Linked DNA regions of Danio rerio: region 1 is linked to region 2. A link is a contact called in public Micro-C data. All regions are on one chromosome and are shown on one strand. The core of a region is the stretch at or near the end of the contact, and the rest is flanking DNA. Distances in the headings are between cores, read along the strand shown.

The links. A called contact is a pair of places that touch in the nucleus more often than the background predicts.
Region 1: a Micro-C map of caudal fin shows a contact between it and region 2, with 2.9 times the contacts expected there. The contact joins the promoter of klhl38b here to the promoter of si:ch211-261d7.6 in region 2. A contact is called at or near these places in 2 of 18 Hi-C or Micro-C datasets (caudal fin and an unstated tissue).

Annotation. Positions count from the first base shown.
Region 1 is chr16:26,537,766-26,545,512 of GRCz12tu, forward strand. klhl38b (kelch-like family member 38b) reads left to right here and starts at 3,176. Exons shown (of 4, transcript XM_686705.9): 1 at 3,176-3,949; 2 at 5,001-6,354; 3 at 6,438-6,543. The coding sequence starts at 3,924.
Region 2 is chr16:26,409,902-26,417,795 of GRCz12tu, forward strand. si:ch211-261d7.6 reads left to right here and starts at 1,829. Exons shown (of 3, transcript XR_012391634.1): 1 at 1,829-2,258; 2 at 3,508-7,894. It overlaps zgc:66448, which reads left to right. Exons shown (of 2, transcript NM_199800.1): 2 at 1-368. The coding sequence ends at 188.

The DNA.
Region 1 (7,747 bases), core at 1,926-4,425, 130 kb after region 2:
AGACAACATGATGGTAAAGAGTGTTTTAAAACCAATGACATGCCAGAATTTGTTAATTTTGTATAACTAAATATAACTTCCTTTGTCGAGCTTAGATTTTTTGATGCAGATTGTTGTTTCATTATTAAGGTTTTTTTTTTCTATCACACCACAGAGCCTTACAAAATAAATTTGAATAAATAATCAATTCTCAGCACTAACAGATGTTAAACAGTATTTTAGATTTTATTCATTATATTCATTTTAATATAATTAATAAAATATTTATATGCATTTATATAGGTGGGTTTCTGCATAAAGTATTAATAAAAAAATTATTGTGAATATTTTAAATCACTCTTTACAACCTTTTCAGATGTGCATATACACAGGGAGTTGCTAGGGGGTGCCAAAGAGTGAATGTTGACCAGATGTAGACCCAGCTAGAGCAACACTCTTAGCAAGACAAGAAAGGTTTTGAGGATTGCTGTTGCCAGACTATCAGCTGGCTCCCACTGTTTCTAGACAGTTATTTTAGTCCCAAATAGCCTAAATCAGAAACAAAGTGACAAGCGGAGCAATCTTGGCAGGAGCATCAGAACAGAAGAATGAACTGCTTATTTTTCAACATCTGCCTCTGCAGTCATTTACTCTTAAACTATAGTTTAAGGGTATAGTCTTACTTAAAAAAACAACAACAATGACAACATGTATTTCAGCATTCAATATTCCAATAATTTTGTAACAAACAACCATTTCAGGGTTACATTTATGCAAAAACATACATACTCACTAAAATATGTAAAAGAATAAGTGATCTTGCTAAATTTCGTTGTATTTTGCTGTTAAACACCTATTGATTTGAATATAATGGCAAAGTATATAGATTTAAAGTTATATTTTGTGTTTTGGGTCTGCTTTGTTGGAAACTTATCTTTTTAGTAAGTTTAATCAATTGTAAAAAATTAATAAAAAATGAAAATTGAATTAATTAAAAATTATATAATTTAATTAATTTATTAAAAAAAAATAATTTAAAAAAATTATAAGTAATTATTTTATAGTAATAAAGTAGATATATTAATATGTGGAAACATTTTTACTTTATTAAATTGTCATTCTTTTTTTCATCTGCAATTTACATTGATCACCATAATCATGATATAATGATAAATAAATAAATAAATAAATAAATAAATAAATAAATAAATAAATAAATAAATAAATAAATGCATTTATATAATTATTATATTGGGTCATGACAGTCTGTTGTTTGACTGTTATTTACCCTTCATTTAATCCTGCTATGATGAGCAGTGTAGATCAGTGTTGATGCTCTCCCTGAGGCTTAGAGTGCTTAGCATGAGATAATTAACAAATATACACAGCGGATTTACAGTAAAACGAGGATACTGCTGAAAAGAGTCAGCACTGCTGTGTACCTCGCAGGAAATGAGAAGTATCTGCAGGCTTTAGTTTTAGAGCACTAGTAGCTCTCCTGACACTTTACACTTCAGGATACATGCCAAGAGACAAGGGATTACTTATTTTCATAAAAGACAGCTGTAAAGAATTTAAGATCCAACATGCGAGAATGCCATTGCCATTATTCTTTAATGAAAACTGTGCAGATGGATGGATGGATGGATGGATGGATGGATGGATGGATGGATGGATGGATGATAGATAGATAGATAGATAGATAGATAGATAGATAGATAGATAGATAGATAGATAGATAGATAGATAGATAGATAGATAGATAGATAGATAGATAGATAGATAGATAGATAGATAGATAGATAGATAGATAGATAGATTGATTGATGGATAGACAGATGGACGGACAGATGGACGGACAGATGGATGGATGGATGGATGGATGGATGGATGGATGGATGAATGGATGGATGGAGAGATGGATATACAAATGTATAGATAGATAGATGTCTGCTATAGAACATCAAAGGCATTGTCATTACTTTAATGTTAATATACTGCACTGCCTGCCAACCACAAAGGGTGTTGCAGGACAAGTTCAAAGGAATTACTCAAGTCATTCGTTTTAAGTCCTACAATGGGTAGGGAGGAGCAGAAATTTGTTTACCATGAATTTCTTAACCTGACAATCTAGTTTTCAGTCACTGTGTTTCAGGAGTTTAAGAGTTTTGTAGATAGCAATGCTAGTCTCATTTCAACTAATTTGTGTCACATTCTTGCATTTGGCAATTGACATGCAACTTGAAAAGCAACAAATAAAACACATGACCTTGTTGTTAGCACATTATATCAACAATAAATGTGGGATTCTAGAAAGAAAGAGGTCCAGTTTAAGGGGTTAAATGTTGAAAAATATTTGTAGAAAAAAACTGTTTACTTTTTTGAGCACTTTCCAACAGGTTAAACTATAAAGAAAAGACAATCCCAACATCCATGTTTCACTCAAGCACAAAAAATGTTGTTTTGTGTTTTACTTAAATCAGTGCAAAATTAATTGAAAATATGGTTCTTTTAAAAGAAATGTAAACTTCAATGCTGTGCGATGACTACATCATATGAACAGCTGTTAATTTTGCACTCCATGAATTACTGTCTTTGACTAGTGTTATCATAAAGTAATCAGATTGTGCAATTGTAAATAATTGCTCTATAAAATTTTTTTTCTTTTTATTTTTAGACTCTTGTAGCTGGGTTTTATCATAAATTGATATATCAAATACCAAAGCCCTATGGCAAGCCGTTTTTACTTTTATTCCCTTCCAGGATATGTATTCTTCATATCAACAATTCAATTTTTGATATCAACAATTAACATTCTTGATATCAACAATTTAGTTCTTGATATCAAAAAGTTAATTGTTGATATCAAAAATTCAATTGTTGATATCAACAATTACATTTTTGATATCAACAATTGAATTTTTACTAGTAATAATTGTTATTTCAGATCTCACAAATAACAAAGCCCATTCTGGAAAATTAATATTATGCAGTCCTACATTTTTTGCTTGATTTGACCTTAAAGTAAAGTCTCTCCTACTCTTCTAATATTATCGTAAGGAAACATGAAAACGTATTCATTTGAAGTTGTTAAACCTTTCAGTTTACAGCATGTGAAAAAGATGACAGCACACGTGCAAGTATTGCGTAATGCACCTCAGTGCAGTGAAATAACACAAGATGGCGCTGTCGATCTAACGCCATTTTCTTGAAGGGCCTCAGACGTTCACTTGCAAAGAACCACATCTTTAAAAATCGTTAAAAAAATGAAAACTACGACTTTAATTAACATTCATTTGTTAAGTTTTGTACTTTTAAACTGTTGTACTTGTTTATAGATTCTTATGCAACTTTGTATCCTACAACTAGCAATTCTGTGTCCGAACAAATGCCTGTCAATTTATAGACTACCTGCTGATGTTTGGCTTAAAAGCTTTCAGCTGTTGTGTCTCCTCATCCTAAAGCCTTCATCATCCCGGTGTTTAGCAACGGCTGCAGTAGTAACACAGCATGGGCTTATCTTAGAAATGGGGGTCTTTCCAAGTATCCAGCAACCTCTCAGAATAGCTTTCGGGCAGCAGTGGGGTTGTTTACAGCTTTGGTAAACAAACACACGTGGTGGTGGAGCAATGCAGACATGCTATGCAGACAGTGAAGAAACTTGTGTTATGGAAAAACAGAAGGGGTGAGGAGGTGTTAGCGGGACCAGCAGTTCTGACAGAGAGGAGAGGTTTCTATTTTTAGGGAGACTGGAATGTACATTGAGGCCTCTCGAAGGATTTCTCAACAACAAATAACATACCCGTGCTCGCCTCGGTCTCTATAAACATCCACCTGCCAAACTGAGAAAGTGAAGAACTTTCAGAAGTTTCGGAAAACAGAAGGACGAGTTTGAACTTTGCTTGAGGTTTGACGGTCGATTAATATTTAGAGGACTATCTAAAATGTGCTTCAAATCAGCTGAGACAAGGTAAGGGAAGATATGGCTGACACATCAGTGCACCATGCAGAAACTTTGCCTGCAAAGCAGCACCTGTAGATTGTGGAGAGATGCATGAGTTTTCTGTTTGCTTGTCATTATATGTCAGTCTTCAAGAAATTGGAAAAAATCTGAGATAAATGTGATTGTGGTGAACTTGCAGAATTGTTAAATAAGTGTTTTGCAACAAAAGTTTATGTATTAAATAAAGTGAAGAGGGATAGTTTTCTTTATCCCTTCATTCACATGCAGATGAATAAAAATATGCTCTTTTTGAATTTTGTGGTGCACAAACAATAGCAGAGCTGCTTCATTTCACAACTAATTAAAGTATAAAACTAATTTACACTTATGCTCAAGTGTACCATAATCATTTAAAAGGATACGTATATTTATTGGTTTGTTTTAACATTTAAATAAATACATAATTAAAGTTTTGAGATGTAATATTGGATTTTGGCTGCACGTTGGAGCAGTGGGTAGCATGATCGCCTCACAGCAAAAAGGTCGCTGGTTTGAGCCTCGGCTTGGTCAGTTTGCATTTCTGTGTGGAGTTTGCATGTTCTCCCTGTGTTTGCATGGGTTTCCTCCGGGTGCTCTGGTTTCCCCCACAAGTCCAAAGACTGGTATAGGTGAATTAGGTAAGATAAAAAATTTGTCTGTGTATGTTGTGTATGGTTCTTATCCAGTGATGGGTTGCAGCTGGAAGGACATCCACTGCTTAAAGCATTTGCTGGAAAAGTTGGTGGTTCATTCTGCTGTGGCGACCCAAGATTAATAAAGGGACTAATATTGGTTTCTTAAATCGCTGGTATTGAGTTGTCTAAACTTAAATATAAATGTCTAAAAACATGGGGACGAAAAAGTTTTGTTATTTGATGAAAAATGAAGGTCTAAATGGCATAAATATGGAAGAAATCAGTAGTTTTACAGAAAAAAAATCTTTTTGTACATACATTTTAATCTATACTAGTAACACTGCTTGTGATTAAGGTGACAAATGTCATACCTACAGATGTTTTGATTGTTTTTTTCCCCACAGCTTAGATGGTCCAGTATCAGAAATTCTGCATTTTAAAGACAAAGACCTGATCTCCAACCTTTTACTGGAGCTGAACACCTTGAGAAAGGACAGAATTCTCACTGATGTTGTTCTGTGCTCTGAGAACAAGGAGATCCCATGTCATCGCAATGTCCTGGTGTCCAGCAGCCCCTACTTCCATGCCATGTTCTGCAGCAACTTCCTAGAGACCCAGAAGTCCAGGATAAACCTTGAAGGAGTTCCTCATGAAATCCTCGCAATGATCGTGGAGTATGTCTACACAGGGTCCATCAGCATCAGCATGGAGCTGGTTCTCCCCCTGATTCAGACCGCCTCGATGCTTCAGTACGGAAGGCTTTTTGAGGCCTGTTCGACCTTCCTGCAGGCCCAACTCAGTGCAGACAACTGCTTGAGCATGATCCGCCTCTCCGAAATCCTGCATTGCTCCAGCTTGCATGAAAAAGCGAGAGAGCTGGCCATTAAGAGCTTCTCAGATGTGGTGGTCTCTGAGGACTTCTGCGAACTCTCACTGCCAGAACTGGTGAGTTACTTGGAGGACGATAAGCTGTGCGTTGAGGAGGAGCAAGTTTTTGAGACTCTTCTTGCTTGGATCCACCATGATCCGTTCTCCAGACATGGCACCATACACGATTTGTTCCGTCGCGTGAGACTGAGACACGTCCACCCTTATTATCTTTTCCAGTTCATTGCCAATGACCCTCTAGTTCAGTCATCATCTTTATGCACAGATATTATCGAATCCGTTCGTCGCCTTTTGTTTTCTGTCGGCACTCATTGTCCTGGTGATCTTGAGCCTCTGTGGAGGACGCCACGACGTCAGAACTGTAAAGAGGGGCTTGTAGTAGTTGGAGGTCGTAAGAATGGTGAACAGACATCCCGTGAGGCGCTACTCTATGATGAACAATCTCACTGTTGGAAATGGCTTGCAAAGATTCCTCTTCGGCTCTACAGGCCTGCTTATGTCTGCATGCACAGCATCCTTTACGTACTAGGAGGCTTAACAATGAAATCAGGAAGCCAATGCACACCCAGCAACACAGTCTACACGCTTTCTCTAAAAACAAATCAGTGGCGAATGGGAGAATCCATGCTGACGTCCCGATACGGCCATCAGAGCGCCACCTACCTGCATTTTATTTTTGTTCTGGGTGGATTGGGGGCTGATGGACAGCTGTCTAATGAGGTAGAGCGATACGACACTATGTTCAACCAATGGGAGGCCATGGCACCAATGCCCACTGCAGTTCTGCATCCTGCTGTAGCCGCACACAACCAGAGAATCTACGTGTTTGGTGGGGAAGACGCTATGCAGAAACCAGTGCGAATGATTCAGGTTTGATCCTTTACGTTTTTTTGGTGTAACTGAATACAATTTGAAATGATGTTAAAGTGATTAAAGCTGTGTGTTCTTGATAGGTGTATCACATTGGAAGGAATATGTGGTGCAGGATAGAAAACAGGACAGTGAAGAATGTTTGTGCACCGGCTGCAGTGATTGATGATAAAATCTACATTGTAGGCGGTAAGTAGTTTTGTTGTATTGTGACTATAGTTCCAGCAAACTGGATTTTGAAATCAAATTTTACTATTCTTATTTTAGTAAGGTTTGAAGTGAAGTTTATTATAAATCAGGGCTATCAACATGGGAGTAAATTAAAAATCCTTGACCATGGCTGAAAACCTTGTGGGCAGTGCGTTGATATATGGTGCCATTGCACTATGGGCATCCAAAGATTTCATTCAACCTTCCACAATCCCATCCCAATCTCTCACCAACTTCACTTCCTGTCTTGAAAAACCCTGATATAAATATTTTCTTAAATTATCAGGCGATGAGAGAATCTTAGAATTCGGGAGTGAGTATTTCCAATGTGGCACTTGTAATCCCATAGTCTCGCATAACCAAAAATATATAGTCTGTAATCTTAAATATACATTAAAAAATTTGATATAAATATAAACTTGCCAAACTGGTCAACATGATGCCAACAAACTCTCCAAACACATTCAAACTGCTATTATGAGATGCTTTCTTAACTGCTGTTTTTTCACTGTTGTCATGTTCTTTTGTGTTTTGTTGATAGCTATGTTTTATCCACCTATTTTTATATAAATATTTTTTTAATGGAATTGCTAAAATGCACATAAAAAAACATATGCACACAACTGACTAGGATACACATTCAACATCACTTGATTTTACTATGTTATAACAAATATGGGCACAATCAATGGGACAGCATCAATGGACAACCCAGTGGACTGACTACATTGTATACCACAATGTTGTTTTGGTTCTTCTAAAATCTTATTGCCAATATCTGTCATCAAGGTGATTCAGCATTATCACCTCCCAGAACTGTGTTGACCTCTCCCAAAGAGCGGTCTTGTGCCTCCAAAAGCCATTGTCTGTTCATTGCATTTCGTTTTTTGAGGTGCAAGCAATTATTATATAAGAAAAAAAGGCCCACAGTGGCTTCTCCTGCCGCAGCAAATTCCGTTTTATATTTTAATATTTGAAGCCAGTTCATCAGGAAGGGATAATTTTGTTCTTTTACTCATTGGATGGAAACGGTGCTTTATTCATGTTTTTATTGAATGTTTTATGCAATATTTATTATGTAGTTAGATGGAAACTTAGATATTGAGAGGAAAGTGTTCAACACCAATACCTTTTCATCTATTTTTCTTATTTTAGTGCACTAAAAAGTTCAATTAACAGCGAC
Region 2 (7,894 bases), core at 579-3,078:
AGATGGCACTTCTGCCACAAGTAACAAACTTACCTCAGTTAGCGCAACAAACTGAGCCTCACAAAATGGGCAATAAATTACCTTTCGCCCCAGATCACCTGTTCCAGTGCATGATTTGTGGTTGTTCTTTGCCTGGAGAACTAGAATTACAGATGCATTATATGCAACACGCACAGCGAGACGTCTGAGTTTGATTTTTAGAAATGATATACACACAAAATAAAAAATTAGGTGGTTTAGATTGTCTATCCATTGATTTACTGTACATTGCTGTTGTACATTGCTGTTAAGCTGCTGGAGTGTTTGTTTAAGACTTAAGATGTATTCATGTTTTTATTCAGTTATTAAATTTTCCAGCGGAACACCTATTCAAGTTTCCTGTGCTTTGTTACACTTAATAAACCATGAACCAAAAAAAAATTCATGAATTAAATTAATAAAATAAAGTAACTAGAGTGTTAGTTTAAAGCAGGTGTGTCCAAACTCAGTCCTGGAGGGCTGGTGTCCTGCATATTTTGGTTTCAATTCCAATTAAATTGTTGAAGGACATTGGAGCTAAACTATGCAGGATATCGGCCCTTTAGAACCGAGTTTGAACACCCCTGGTTTAAGGTAAACATAATAAATTAAGATTGATCATTTTATTTTATTTAATACAGAATTTTGTCCTATTGTTATTTACAAGCAATATGATGATGGTCAGTTTGCAGGTTCATAATGACTGTGGAGTGTTTTAAAAGTAAAACATGTTAAAATGTATGTGTCCTTGAAAATAAAATATAACAAATTCTAAAACCATTTTAAATAATAATTAAGTATTTCAAATAGTAAAACAAAAATGTTAATCATGTGTATTAAAATATTTACATTTGTTTATTTTTTTTTTACTGTTGATAGTAATAATAAGTGAATGCAAGCATTTAACAAAATGCACACATTTGATCACTTTACCCCTGTAATACAACACAGTACCAGAAGAATATGCTGTTAAAACTATGTGTATTAAAACTGCAAGTCAGCAAAATGCCAGGATTTTACTACCAAGTATGTCTCTGGGCGGAATTGTGTATGCTCAAACTAGTTCATGGCTAGAGTTATTAGTGTTATCTAAAAAGTGTTTTGTTATTACTGTACGATCACACAGGCACACACATATATTTGGTGCAGCTGTAAAGACTTCTCAAAGGTTTTATTTGACTTAATGATTTTTATGTCCCTTAAAGCCAACTTTAAACATTCCTTCAGAAAATCCTCTGCTGTTCTTACATCTTTAGCCTAAATGTTAGCCATTTGAATTAGGTAGAAAGCATTAGGCTACTCTTCAAGTAGGGTAGTGAGCTGAAATCTGATCTTATATTTTTTTTATGATTCCTCATAATCTCATGATTCGTTGCGTTATCTTATATTTAAACACTGAACAGGAAAATAGTAAACGATTTGTATGTTATCATACTACCATTGCAATATCTTTACAAGTAACGCTAAATAAATCAAATGGACAGCATGTTCAAAAATCGCACAGTAAAAATAAAAAATAATAAAAAAATAAATAATCTTGTCTAAATGACCCGACAAATTATAAACAACGTCCGGGCCGCTAAGCCACGCCCATTTTTACATGTAGCTTTATTATTACGAAACACTTCATAAACGTTACATGTTGAAATAAATGTAACGTTACATAGTATAATAATCACCTGGTTTTCATACATAGCTTATATGTGATGTTCATGCCACAGCTTAGTGGTTCAGGCAGACTTTGCTTGCTAACCCCCCTGGAGCCAGAGGGAACGTAGCCTAATTAATATTCATGAGATAAGCTTTCGCCATAGTAGGATTCGAGGGTTTGCCTCCCCCCAACATCAACTCTCCCCTTTACCGCGAAAAGTGCGCTGCCTTCCACATTATGGCTGCGGTTAATTCTGCAGAGGAGTGCAATTTGCAGTCAAATAAAGACAGTTTGTCCCCTGAATATAAGAATGTCGCGGCCCAGAAGATGAATATCGATCCAGTGAGCAATAGCAAAGACAGCAATGCTAAAAACACAAACGGAGAAATGGCATATAGTCCCGCTGGCCTTGCGTTCAAAGCCCAGGACCACGCCGACGCTGCTGCAGTTTCAGCCGTGAAGATTAAAGTAGAGCAGGCGGAGGAAGACGAGTGTGTAATTGTACATGTGGACGAGGCTGAGGACGCAGATGTGGCTGTTATGTCTACCAGTAAACGAGACTCGTCTGCGAGAGGTGAAAGTGTCGAGGGTAAGCAACTTTGTGTTGTTGTTGTTGTTGTTGACAGCGTCTCTGACTGTAACCTCGGTCAGTTATGTTTTACCTTAAAATCATGTCAAGCTGGAAAATAATATCAGCCCCAAAATAATTTCACCTCACAATTTAAACATCTGAATATCCACAACCCACAATATGTTTTGTCATCATGTAGTATTGCATAATAAAGTCTTGCATCTAACTATTTATCTAAAACAGCTGGAATCGTTTTGAACGTTAGTATCACGAGTCATCACGGGAAAGGCAAAACAGCAGCAACTGTACAATATGACCACGAGGAATTTCTGTTTCAGACATGTCCTGCTTGCTGGCTGTCATGATTCCTTAGAATAGGGTTGGCTAATTTTGGCTGACACAAAGGCGAGGGTTTAATTTAAGACCAAAAGACTTTTTGAAAACCAATTGTGCAGTCATTGTATTTGGCTGCTCGTTCATAAAATCTGCTCCATCTTAAATTAGATAGAAATAACACTGACTTGTCAGTAGATGGCAGGCTTTACTTGCACATTGCATGTGTGAAATAACATAAATAAATAATATGAAATATTGTTTTAAATCACAGTGTTTGCACGTCTCAAAGTATCTTTGCAATATATTTGGGATTTTTAACATTTTACAAATGTATTAATAAAGCTTGTTGAACTAGGCTTTTGACACAATTTAATGTGGAACTAGTAAATGGAGTAAGACTGAATTGTTCTGCCGTTGCCTGGCAACAGATCATTTAATCAAAGCTTATGTTGATGAACTATATTTACAGTTCTGCAAAAACATTCAGATCATTGTACTGTAGATTTTTAATATTTTAGTATTTTATGCTGTTCTCATAAAAACCTTTAGTTGCGTTTTTCCACTTTAAGTTTATTATAGGTTTTCTCCCATATAAATTGTTCAAACATAAAGATTTTTTGCAGTCGGTTTTATTTACAATTAGGTGTGGGCTGGTATAAGATTCTGACAGCATGAGATAACTTTGGATAAAAAATATTGTAGTATTATGATTATTGGTCTAAAATAAGTTCTTTTTAAATGTCTGGGTAAAAAGAAACAACTTATTTCTCCATTGAATGTACATACTGTTGCCCTAAAAAACTAAAAACAATAGTTGTGAAAAACATGTAATAATCTTACACATACCTTAAGCCCTGCTCACACTGTGAGATTTCTATCCTGTAGCAACAGGAGTCACCCTGACCTCTCTTTTTTTCTCTTTCTATATTAGGAGATTGGCCATTTCGCTGTGAGGATTGTAGTGAGGCCTTTGGGAATGAGGAGGATTACCTAGAGCATCGCAGTGAGCATATCCACGATGGCCCAATAGTCTGCCTGGACACTGATTCGCAATGGGATCACCTGCTCATCTCGACAGATGGAGGTCGGAGAACATTATTCTGTGGTCTGTGCGGACAGAAGTTTTCAAGCTCAAAAGGTTTTTTCAACCATCAAATGAAACACCGTAATCAAGCCATTAAACGCGAAACGGGTAACAGCTTTAGTGCAGCGCGGCAGAAGATTTTTGAATGCAAAGTTTGTGGCAAAACTTATTCCACTATTGGTCAGTGTCTCAACCACGAGCGCTCACATAAACAGGCTTCAAAGTCTGTTTTTCATCAGATTGCTCACTTAAAGAAAAAGTCATTTCAATGCCCGACCTGTGGACGCTGTTACTCTCGGGCTTCGGCTCTTGACGCACATCGCCGTTGTCATGAGGTAAAGCTGGTAAAATCAAAAACCTTCGAAACTGAGAAAACTATGTCGCTTAATGAAGCTTCGGCTCAAGATCAGAACAATGGTACCAGCTCTGAACAGACAGAGGAGCAAGAGCAAAAGGTTTTTCAGTGCTTTTGTGGCAGATCTTTCCGTACTATGTGTGGCCTCGGGACGCACCAGAGGTTCTCAACCAGCTGTTCAGATGGAAAGGTGAAGGAGGAAATTAAGCATCCGTTTGTCTGCTCTGAATGTGGTAAGACCTTCATTAGTTCTGTGGCTCTGCTGTGCCACCAGCGTTGGCATAAAAGACGGGAGCAACTTGTCTGCAATAACCAGTCATATAAATGCTCAGAGTGCGGCAGGGTCTTCACCTCGCTCACATTCTACAATAAGCATCAGCGTCTGGCACACAGTGAAGAGCAGGCAGCAAAATCTTTCCTTCATCAAGTTATTCAGCTCAAGAAGAAAGCTTTTGAGTGTCAGCAGTGTGGTCGCCGGTTCTCGCGAGCATCAGCACTGCAGTCACATCAGCTCTGTCATACTGACGCCTTCTTTGACATCATGGAGAAGAAGCCTGAGATGAGCACCGCCATTCACACTGTGAAAATCCAGGAGGACCATGTTGACAGTGTTGTTTTTCAGGCTCAGGACATCTCGGACGTTCAAGTTCAAGAGAAAGATATTAACTGTAACAACACAGTAGAGGAGCATAACGCTGTAGATGCTGATTATGAAGTTGTCCATATCACATCTTCAGATGATTCTGAGAGCACACAGGATCCAAATCCTGATCTTGAGTTAGTTTGCGAATCAGACCAAGAGGAGAAAGATGACTTGAGTTTGACAGCTGAATCCACATCGTCCTTGCCATTAAATCCAGCGATTGATGTTAAAATTGTGCAGATTGATTATGAGCATTTAAATGAGGAACCATTTATGAATGCAGAACTGATGAGCAAAAGCCATCCTCGAGTGGCAAAGTATAATTGTCCACACTGTGACAGAAAGTTTTTCAAGGCTTCGTCCTTGCGCTGTCACGTACTTTGGCACAAAAGGTCCATGAGAAAAAAAGCAGAGTGGCAGAAATTTGACATTTTGTCACCAACTAAGAAGGTACTTTTAACATGTGAGGTTTGTGGCCATGAAAGTCCTTCCAAGAGTGCTCATTACTTTCACATGGGAAAGCATGACGATAAAGTAGCATGCAAGTCTATTTCCTACCAACTGGAAAATCTGCAGAAGAATAATATAAAATGTGAAGAGTGCGGCATGTGTTTTTCCAGACTGTCTGCTTTGCATTCTCACCAACAGCTTCACAGTGGCAAAAAGAAGCCCTTTGCTTGCTTGCAATGTGAAAGGAGCTATGCAACTGCAAGCGGTCTGTACAACCATCAGAAAGTTTGCTGTGGTGGCGCCAAAGATGAAATGACAAAACATTTCAACCCGACCAAAACACTTTTGGGCCCAAAGGTTCATCACTGTAAAAAGTGTGGTAAAGGTTTTTGGTCTATGGGAGCCTTCTGTCATCACAAACAAAACAACTCAGAGTGTGCAGATGTTGAGACGAGGCCCGCCAGTGCGGGCGCCACTGAGAATGGCCACATACGACGCAAAAAACGGGGTCGTAGGGGTGGTTATAAAAAAGTGCACCCAATGAATTCAAAAGTAGAACATAAATGTGAGGTGTGTGGAAAATCATACCACATGCTGGCTTGTTTTCTTAAACACAAGCTTGTCCATGATGCTCAAGGTCTTCGACCTGCAGTCAAATCATTTGACTATCAAGTTCAACAGCTGAAAAAGAACTCCTACCAATGTCCCGACTGTGGAAAAGTTTTCTCCCGTGCAATGGCCCTCCAGTTTCATATGAAAAGTCATGGCTTTGAGACTGGCCTTCCTGTGACTGACCCTGGTTCATCTGAGCGACCCCAATGTCTAACATGCTATTCTTTTTTTGCGTCTGAGTCGCTACTGCAGGATCATCAGAAACACTGTTTAAAACCAGAGGACAATGTGGAATCTTCACAGGAACATGAGAAAGTGGGAACAGAAATACAAGATGCATCTTCGCAGAAATCTGAAGATGTTAGTGAAATGTCTCCTTCAGCCGTTTCTGATAAAGAACAGAAAGCACCTTCAGCTTCAAATATGAAATACAAATGTAAGGACTGTAGTAGGAGCTTCTCTGTAATTGGTGCTCTGAACTTTCACAAGCGAATTCATCGCAAAGGTCACCAGTCTAAAAAGATGAAATCTTATCCGGTAAAGCCGTTGAAGCTTAGCAAAGTAAAAGCAGAGAAGTGTTCAGCAAAATCACCTTTTGTTTGTGCTGAATGTGGAAGACATTTTAGGACCAATTCCGCTCTTGGCACACATAAGCGATGGCACAAAGACAAAAAATTTGCCAAATATCTCTCAAAGACCAATACGGTGCGCTCAAGGAAAAGTATGGACGGTGGACCTTATTTATGCAATTTGTGCGGGAAAGGATTCTTCTACCTTTGTGTTCTTCGTCGACATCAATTGCATCATCCTCCCATGGAGGCTCAACCCCAAAAAGACAATGAAGTTGCTGAATCAAAAGATCTTTATACTTGTCCAGATTGTCAGATGTCTTTCTCAACTGGGTCTCTGCTAACAACTCACTTTGCAGATCATCACAGCAAGAACACTGAGACTGAGAAACAGTCAGAAAATGTCCCTACAGAAGAGTTGGGTTCCCCCATCAAACAATCATACGCATACAAAGCAGATATTACCAAAACAGAGAAGACTAAGGTGCAGCACTATCAATGCCCCCACTGTCCTAAGAGCTTCTTGAACATACGCGGCCTCCGTGCGCACAAGTGGCAGAAACACGACAAGGTTAGCGAACAAGCCACAGTGTCTCAAGAAGAACCCTTGGCATATGCAAAGCCCATTGCTTCTTGTGAAGTGCCAAAGAAGAAAGAGCTGAAACCATATACTGAAGAGGAATCTGTACAGAGCAGTCGAAACGTGGAGCTCACTAAATGTTTGTTCAGGTGCAATAAATGTGCAAAATCTTTTCCCAGTGAGGATCAGTTAAACGCTCATAAGGAGGTGGCAAAGACTCGTCCGCACTGCTGCACTCTTTGCTGTCGCGGCTACTGGACTGAAAACCAGCTGCAACAGCATCTTGCATGGCACAATGAAGTACGTCAGCGTCTGCCAACTGAACTGCGGTACAGACTGAGTGCTTCCATAGCACCTGGACCTTCAGACAACCTGCAGACTTTCTCACAAAGATCGGAGTCTATCGTAGACCTCGTAAGTTCACAAGCTAATAGTCATAAATGTCTGCTCTGTGGAAAAACGTTTCTGTCACCTCGTGCGTTGCAGCAGCACCAGACTCTTCACATAAACGAGAAACCGAAACATAGTTCGTCGTGTTCACAGACCTTTACTGACCTCAAGAGTTTTACTGACCACCATCAAGAGTGCTTAGGTGGTAAAGAGCAAAAAGACAGTAACTCTGCTCCGTCAGAAAGAGATATTTCAGACCTGACTTGCACAGAGTGTGGGATTTACTTCAAGCAGGAAACTGAACTGCATCAGCATTATATTGAACATGCACAGGGGCTCTAAATTGCATTAAAGTGGACAAAAATTCTTTGGTACGTTGTTTGATGCATCTGCACTGATTTTATTTTGGTTTTGTTACCTGCTGTAAATGCTAACATACAGAAGAGTGACTGTATGTCTCGAAGAGAAAAGGGTCAGCTTTTAAATTTGTACAATTCTGCTGTAGTGGAAGATTTCTCTTGTATTCAGAGTATTATTACAGATACTCTAAACCAGGGGCGCCCAAACTCAGTCCTGAAGGGCCGGTGTCCTGCATAGTTTAGCTCCAACTTCCTTCAACACACCTGCCTACAAGT